Linked DNA regions of Drosophila melanogaster: region 1 is linked to region 2. The links are chromatin contacts, called in public Hi-C maps. All regions are on one chromosome and are shown on one strand. The core of a region is the stretch at or near the end of the contact, and the rest is flanking DNA. Distances in the headings are between cores, read along the strand shown. Region 1 holds the start of mop (myopic). Region 2 holds the start of Tgi (Tondu-domain-containing Growth Inhibitor).

Region 1 (4,414 bases), core at 1,081-3,580, 1.3 Mb before region 2:
ACAATCTGATCAACTGTCGACGCTGCGTGGCGGTTCAGTCGACATTCGTGGTTTCCGAAACGGTGGCCCAGCCCCAGGAGTTCGATCCCGAGTGCAGGGAGTGCAAGAAGCACAGAAAGGTGAGGCACTAACAAGTAACTCTCAAATAAACTTTCACTAACTGACTTCTTAACTCTTCCAGGACGCTTTGAGCTCAAACATGCCCCAAACGGTACTGGATGTCATTCAGGACTATATCGAACAAGCCAATAAGGGTCTGGCCAACTGGATTTTCAAGCATCGCGGCATTAAGCTGCTTTCCCTACCAGCCACAGTGCCCATGGACTTTCTGCTGGCCACCATTTCAAAGTAGGTTCCCATCTCTCATTGTTGGAATATTGCATATTTAACTATCATTTCTATTTGATCTATATTTAGAATATCAGCACTGACGCCCAAACTTACCAAGCAGGCCAGAGTAATGGTGGAGGACTTAATTTTGCAGTTGAACCACGCCATGCGGATACGACTGCTAAATAAATTCACGGTAAGTTAATTAGGTACCTGTCTTGTGATCATTTGCTTAAGTAATCAATTGAAGTGCATTAAGGCTGTCGCTCACATTTTCATAAATTTGTTTTATTTAGAATTGACGGCTGGCAATGAATTTGAATATGAAATGAATTATACTAACGAATGTGTTTTTATTGCAGCTCTATGACCAGCCTCACTTCGATGCCACAGGACTTCTTCATTCCAGCCGCTTATATGGACCCCGTGTTTCAATCCTTGTGGATGAATGGTAAGTTAAGCAGTAGGATTAATCCTCCAAGGAAGCGTTTAACTAATCGTGCCGTTCTTTTGGTTTTCAGTGGAGCCACACCGCTAGAGGACGATGTCGACAACTTTGAGCATGTCCTCAAGATGACCACGCACAACGACGCTCTATATGCCTATTACTATACTGACAGCAACACGAACAAGGTGAAAGTAACCGAGATCTTTGACTTTGACGAAATAACGGAGCACGACAAGCTGGCCACCGATCTGCAGATCTACGAAGGCTCTGTCGAAGATCACCCCAATCCCCACCAGCACAGCCACAATACGGTGGTCAGCGAATGGAATGGCGTCGAATCAGGTTGGTATTTGTGAAACGACCGCACTTTCAATTCAAAAATCACATCATTACGTAGAGAAATCGTATCATTTGAATCAACACCAAACATTTTTTGCAGTACAAGTAATGCCCACGACTCCTGAACTACACGACGTAGCCTTTTAAAGCACTTACAAACTAAACGACTATAAATGCACCTCCATAACCCTTCACCCACTCAAGCATTAAGTCCAAATTTTAAATCGTTGGCGCAGGTAAATGATCTAAATTTGCAATCACTCCCCCGTATATTCCCATAACAAAATTTCATTTTATATAGTTCGCTCTTATGAATGGTTAAACTAAACTCTGTCTTACTTTCTCATGCTCCACAGACTTCTTCATCGATGCGCATACACCAAATGTGGAGGATAGTAAAACATCAGCGCCACAATTCTCCCGCCTGGACCTGGAGACCGAGTCGGATGCTAGTGTGCTAAGTGATCCCGAGGTTGATCAGACTTTTAGCTCCACGGCCTCCACGCACAGCAGCGACATGTATATAGAAATTGAGGGGTAATTAGTAATGGGGAGGGGGCAATCCTCTTAGGAACTGTATCGAAACATCTCCAAAGCGGCTCGTAGCAAAGCGAAAAGCCTAGTAGCGTTTCCATTAGTCTAAATTAGTCTTAGTACGACCAACGTATGTACCTAACTTAACTTAGCCGTATGCTGCCATTGTATCATCGTCAGTTTGTAAGCGGCAATTAGCTAATAATTGCATTCTTGTTATTAGTCACCCTCACACGACTTGTATTACATCCAAATCCCCATCTGTGTTTAGCCTAAGTTGATAATGTATAAACAATAAAAAAAATAAACAACAAATATTTACAGAATGTCTGGTTGCGCATTTACTATTAATAAAATAACTAATTGTGATTAATGGGGAATTCAAGGAAGGAAAAAAAAAAACAAACAAAAATATGGTGCGCTTCGTCACTATGTAAACTGTCGTTCACAGTGATATATATGCAGTGCACTTCTTTCATCCATCTATAACAATTTATATAAATTGTTAGACATTCGCATTCGTAATATCAAATTTTTTAAATTTCATTTTCTTTATAAAATTTAATCGGCATAAAAATTTAATACTTCTGGAAAAGAATACCGTTCTAAAAAGTATCGATGCCAATGAATGGAATACCCCCTACGCACCTGCCATTTTTAGTGCATATTTCCAGAAAGCTGAAACGGCCACACTGCAACATTTTTCATAAAACAATCTTGTTTTGATATTGGTAAATTAATTGCCAGCAATTAGTTTAAATTGTGTGTAAAATAAAAGGCCAACTGGGCAGGCAACAAGTAAACTAATCACCATGGAGGCGGTGCCCCGTTTGCATATGCTCTGGTTCGCCCTAAAATCGAGTCCCGAGGGAACCTCCTTTGCGGCTTTGAAAAAGGTAAAAGGAAGAGAGTGCGAAAGGGGGAGTGAAATAATTAAGAGAGCCAGCAAAACAAAGAGGAGACAACTTGGTGAAACGGAATTATCGGTCAAATTGGGAAAATGCGTTGCTTATTGGATTCATATTGGAATCGAAATTCCCATTCTCACCATGCCATTTGCTCCATTGCATTTTCCGTTTTCACCAACTTTTAAGCCCCCTTTGTCTGGCGGCTGAGTCATCGTCGTCATCTGATTAAATTGGCAAACAAATAAAAAGTTATAAGCAAACACTGGCAGTTTGTTGGGTTATTGCACTTAATTCCCCATGAAAACCCATTTACCCTAAAATATATTCTTGTTTTCCTACACTAAACTCCATAACAAAAATCCAACTTAAAACATTTCACGTTTTACTTCCAGTACATCGCGGAATTTTATCATGAAGATCCAGAGGCTTACTCCAAAGAGGTCCATGCCCTGGAGACTTTGCGCAACCAGGCCATGCACACCACGAAAGATGGAGCGCCGGTGATGAAACGCTACTATTGCCAGCTACACGCCCTTCAGAATCGATTTCCACAGCTGGCGGATCGCGGAATCTTCACCTTTAAATGGAAGGATCTCTATCACAGTGCCGTTCACGAGGTCACTGATCTGCGATTCGAACGGGCTGCGGTGCTGTTCAACATTGCCGCATTGCACACTCAGTCCGGAGCGTCGGTGACCCGTGGCGATGTGGATGGAATGAAGATGGCCTGCACTCACTTCCAGGCGGCTGCTTGGGCCTATGGAGAGCTGAGAGAACGCTATGCCAATGTCAATGGCGGAGGGGATTTTATGACCCCAGAGCTGCTGGTCTTTCAGCAACAGGTGTGCTTTGCCCAAGCTCAGGAATGCATACTCGAGAAGTCGCTAATCGACAATAGGAAACCGCATATTGTGGCCAAAGTGACGGCGCAGATTGTGGTTTACTATGGAGCTGCACTGGCTGCTCTTCTTACGGGAGGAGATGATGGTCCAGTGGCTCAAGTCATCGATAGTTCTGTGTACAAACTGTGGAAGAAGTACGTTCGCTTCAAGATCAACTATCTCACCTGCATATTGTACCTATACCAGGGCCAACATTCCGAGGAGAAGCGTCAGATGGGCGAAAGGGTGACGCTCTACCAGGTAACTATAACATTTTGAGCTCTATTTAAAGGAAAGGTTTAAATGCTTACTTTATATTCCTTTCAGGCTTCCTGGGACAAACTGGAGGAGGCGCGCAAAGAGTCCAAGGGCCTTCCTGACCAGCGGGAAATCAATGAATCCCTCAGCTTCACCGCTGATGTGGTGGAAGCAAAGCGCAAAAATGCCAAAAACGAAAATGAGTTCATTTACCATGAGGCGGTGCCCGAATTGTCCACCATTGCAGCCGTCCAAGGTGCCAATTTGGTCAATGGGATTGGCTTTCAAGTAAGCGACGAGGAGCACGCGGGTCCAGACATCTTTGCCAGATTAGTGCCCATGAAGGCCCACGAAGCCAGCTCGTTGTACAGCGAAGAGAAAGCCAAACTTTTGCGTAAGTACGGAGCTCTGCTGGAGGAGAAGGACACCCAACTGGAGTCGTACATGAGCTCCCTCACCCTGGATAATCTGAATATCAACGAGGAGCAAGCCAATAAGTTGCCCCAGGGCATCGTGGATCGCTGTGCCGCCTTAAATGCAAACAAGACTGCTATCAGCGATCTTGTAGAGGCCATGTCTCAGCTGGCTGAGATTACAGCCGATGTGGAGACCAACCTGGGCGAGATTTCAAGCATGCTGGAGGCAGAAGCCAAAGCGGAGCGAGAGTTCCAATCCGCCACCGGCGTTCAACGAACACCAAATGCCCACATTACCGA
Region 2 (4,455 bases), core at 943-3,442:
ATGCAAATTGCAAATATACATATAAAAGATATGTCGCCAGTACAGAAATATGCACTACGGACGAACAAATGAACGAACGAATGCCCCATCCACAGCCACATCAAGTCGACAATTCGTGCTCGTCAGCCGCAGTGGCACTACGAAAACGACTGGCTGACTGGCTGGCTGGCTGGCTATTATTGATAAGGGGTCCCCGGGTCCGGTGGCCGACGATACTTCACATATGCCAACCGCTCGACTGCCGCTCTCTGCCATCGAAAATGCGGCATTTGACACATTTATGAAAATCGGAATCGGAATGCGCCGCAAACTCATTTTGTTGGAATGTTTTGTTGTCGTTTTTTTGTACGAAAATAAAACATTTCTCGGATTCGTCGAGTGTTTATGCGTTCGCACAGTGTTCGCGGCCAGGAATCCGCTTGCGTCCATTGTCGCACTCATCGATGTCGCCGGGTGGGTAGAATTTCGGAAGAAACTGTCTGACTGGGGGATCGCGGTTACAAAGAGGAAGATGTCAGCCGGAAAGGGGGCACTGTTGCAATCGTGAATCATGACTGGAGCACGCAGAAGGGTCTGCGACTGGATACACTGAGAGGAGTTAGAGCCCAATAGCAAATCTGAATTCAAAGATTAAATGTAATATGGCAAAATGTGATAACAAACAGCACCTCTGATTGGTAGCATACGAAGTATGTGAATAATAATCAGATTACATTTGGGAATTCATTAACTAGGCATGAAATCGTTTGCAAAACGTTTTGTTACATTTTGTTTCTTTATATAATGTGACTTTGATAGTCTAGAATATAATGATGTTTTTATGTAAGCAAAAATCTTGACATCTATTAAGACTTATCAGTTTAGCAGACTTGTAGAGTTTTCCAAGTTCATTCACATTAAATCCATTCAGAAATTATTTTAAATTTGTAAAGAGCTACTACTAATTTGAATCACTGCTTTACATTCCCATGAATGTTTTAGACGCAAGATGTTCATATTACTGGGCATTTCTTTCTGTGTCTGACACATTGTTGAAATACTTTCCGAGTCTTCTTGGCTCAAAGGTGAAAGCCATAAAAGAGCTGTGTATAACCCCCACCCCCACTGCCCCGTTTGGGTTGAGTACATCAGGGCATGTTGTTGGCCAAGTTGAAATCATAAAAATTGTCGACTCTTTTTAAACGGAATTGGTTAATGGCTCCAGTTGGTGTTTTTTTGTTGGTCTGTAAGTCTGGGTCGGATCGGTTTGTTCACTTACCGCTGGGATTGTTTTGCACCATGGTCGCCGCTCTAGAGAGTACATCCAGCGCCGTTTCCATGATGATCTCAACGCTTCTACGTGGGATTGGACGTGGATTTGGAGTTGGACTTGGACTTGGTTTCGCTGCTCCTGCACCGACTCGATCTGCACCGCATGAGTTTCACACTGAAAATGCAAAGAAATTGACCATGAACAGCCGCACCACACACACTTAAGCCGCACACACATCTCTCTCGTATGTGTGCCTTACAATATATACACCGAGATATCCAAGTGAAAAACTGGATATATCGCCCGAGCCTGGCATTGGCATATATGTAAATGGAACAAAACCAAAACCAAAGCCAAAACCAAACCAAAGCGAACAAAGACTGACTGCCTGACTGGCTGACTTGAAACAAGTAAGACGAAGGCGAAATCCTGCTGCCAAACAGTTGCCATCTGATCGGAAAGCTGTGGAAGTGGATGCTGATGAGGGGACATGCACGGTGGCGGGGCGGTGAGGGGCCACGATGCACTTGGGACTGGTTTTTTTCGGAGGCCCCAAGACCAAGAGTTCGGGGGCTGCTCCGTTGAATATTTCGGCAATGACCAAAGTACAGCAGCCAGAGCCATATTGTTGCTAGCCAGTCAGCCAACCATACAGCCAGCCAGCATCCGACGTCTAGTTTCCACATTAATATACGTAAATATCAGGCCACAACAGTGGAGCCACTTTACCTTTCGCCAGGTGTGCGCCTTCAAATCCTCGCTGGAATCCTGCTCCTCAGCTGTACGGCGATTTATCCTCGCTAATTTTCACCGACTTTTCACGATTTGCGCTGGGAAAAGCGGGGGTTCGATGATTTTTGGTATAATTGCAATAATAGTTCAGTTCGCGTTAGAGCTGGAAGATACGTCGATGTAACATCGATGGCCAAAGTCATCAGTCTGTATTCACATCGATATTTGCTCAGCCTTACCAACACTAATATTGTTCAGCGGTGACTTAAGCCCACATATAACATTAGCGTTGACTCGAACCATTTTTAGAAAACTTAATGTACAAACAATGTAAACATACCTAACAACCTAAAACATATTATTTGTCAATAGTATTTGCAAAGTATATTATAAGCAAATATAAAGGTTATGATATGAATAAACACCATATACCAGTTTTTTCCATTGGATAGAGATACAAAAAAGTTGAATAAAATATAAAAACGAAAAATGTTCGTATGTGTGATTATTAAAAAAGAAGATAATGCTTATATATATAGTTGAAACTTTACGACTAACACCTATAAGAAAAACGATAAAGTAAATCAAAGCCTATTAGACGAGGTACACGTTACTAGATACGTTCTAAAACCTCTGTTATTTAATTTCAATTTTACAAGTAAAAACCATCGATAGCGGCACAGTGGCAACATTGAAAGTATCGATTAGACATCGCCTGTTGTCCCAGCTCTAGTTTGTTGTTGCAAAAAAAGTGTGTGGGTCGCCGCCAGCGATCGAATATTTTAAAATTCCAATCAAATTGGTTAATTGGGGAGTTGCAATTGCTTGAGCGTTAAGTTAAACCTATTTCTGCACGCATAACTCGAAGGATTAAGGTGGAAAAGTGGAATTTGGAAAGCCGCTGGAAATTCGCACATACTGGAAAATCAATCACCCACTATCCCATTGTTCTGCTTGTGTTTGTGTACGTCTGTGTGCCTTTGTGAGGCGGCTGCACTTAATTAAAATTTAAGACAAGACAACCCAAGCAAATTTGGAGTCTTCGCGAGGCGTTGGCTTTCACTTGACGAAGAGGGCACCCCGATAAGGCGACCCAGTGAAAGCTGGCCAAGATCTCGCTGCTCAAGGTCGTTGTCAGTCTGGAATTATGGCCGTCAGCTTCGAGAAGAATCGGGCGCAAATAGTGGCCGCCTGGAAGGATGTGCTGGACGATAAGAGCGACACGAACTGGTCCCTCTTTGGCTACGAGGGTCAGACCAACGAGCTGAAGGTGGTGGCCACCGGCGATGGCGGCGTGGATGAGCTAAACGAAGACCTAAATAGCGGCAAGATTATGTACGCCTTCGTCCGAATCGAAGACCCCAAAACGGGCCTCAACAAGTACTTGCTCATCAACTGGCAGGTGAGTCCGACGGCGCCCTTATCTAATCGAGCTACGCATAATCTGACTGTGCTCCCATTCAGGGCGAGGGCGCACCTGTTCTACGCAAGGGTACCTGCGCCAACCACATACGTGATGTGAGTAATTTGCTGTCCGGCGCTCACCTTACCATCAATGCCCGGAACGAGGACGATATTGACTTGGATCGGCTTCTCAAGAAGCTGAGCACCGTGAGCTCAGCCTACAGCTTTAAGGAACCTCGAGGCGCCATGGAGGAGCAGAAGGCGCCGGTGGGAACCAACTATACTCGGGTCATTCCCACCAAGGAGTTAAACGCCAGCGTTATGCAGGACTTCTGGAAAAAGGAGGAGGCCGAGGAGAAATTGCGACAGGAGGCAGAGAAGGAATCCAAGCGGCTTGAGCTTCAAAAGTTGGAGCAGGAGCAACGTAGTCGCGAGGAGAAGGAGCACAAGGAGCGGGAGAAGTTGGTCATAAGCACCACCAAGCTCCAGCCGGCCCACGTACCCATCAAAACGTAAACAAAAACATCGGAATTTGACCTTCTCGGTAGTAAAAATTCTTTTTTTATCAAACAGGTCACCGCAACCTTTGAGCCCTGAGAAAACTGCACCAGGATTTGCCAACAATCTGACCGATGCGGAGCGCATGCGTCAGGCGAGGAACCAGGAGGCCCGCGAATTGATTGGCTCTCGTGTGGGTGCTGCCAAGGCCATGTTTACAAAGCACACGAGCGAGGGACAACTTCAGTCTAAGTGCGTCCTTGCCCCTCTCCTATTTTGTTGTATCAGAAATAAACTGCTCTTTTGATTCATAGACTAAATACGCAACCGCCGGCCAAACCAGCTCGCAACTCGATTGCCCAGCGCATCAACGTTTTCAACCAAAACCAGCCTCAAGATGCACCTGTGCCTTCACCACCACGCGCTGCGTCCCCTGCCAAACCGTTGCCTGTAGAGGCTCCCGAACCAGTAGTCCCCGCTCCAGCTATAGCTCCTGCTGCTCCCGTGGCTGCCGAGGTTGTTTCCACAATAGCGGAGGTGGAGGAGTCGCAACCGGTAGACGATTTGCC

The links. A called contact is a pair of places that touch in the nucleus more often than the background predicts.
Region 1: a Hi-C map of the Kc167 cell line shows a contact between it and region 2, with 2.3 times the contacts expected there. A contact is called at or near these places in 3 of 107 Hi-C or Micro-C datasets (the Kc167 cell line, cellular blastoderm embryo and wing imaginal disc).

Annotation. Positions count from the first base shown.
Region 1 is chr3L:14,774,045-14,778,458 of dm6, reverse strand. It overlaps mop (myopic), which reads left to right and starts at 2,330. Exons shown (of 9, transcript NM_140465.3): 1 at 2,330-2,547; 2 at 2,952-3,701; 3 at 3,768-4,414. The coding sequence starts at 2,464. bmm (brummer) reads left to right here. Exons shown (of 8, transcript NM_140466.2): 2 at 1-119; 3 at 182-348; 4 at 418-526; 5 at 693-781; 6 at 852-1,120; 7 at 1,218-1,353; 8 at 1,474-1,963. The coding sequence ends at 1,264.
Region 2 is chr3L:13,484,534-13,488,988 of dm6, reverse strand. Tgi (Tondu-domain-containing Growth Inhibitor) reads right to left here and starts at 2,192. Exons shown (of 4, transcript NM_140401.2): 1 at 1,982-2,192; 2 at 1,259-1,426. The coding sequence starts at 1,319. Abp1 (Actin binding protein 1) reads left to right here and starts at 2,709. Exons shown (of 5, transcript NM_140400.2): 1 at 2,709-3,386; 2 at 3,449-3,900; 3 at 3,962-4,138; 4 at 4,201-4,455. The coding sequence starts at 3,132.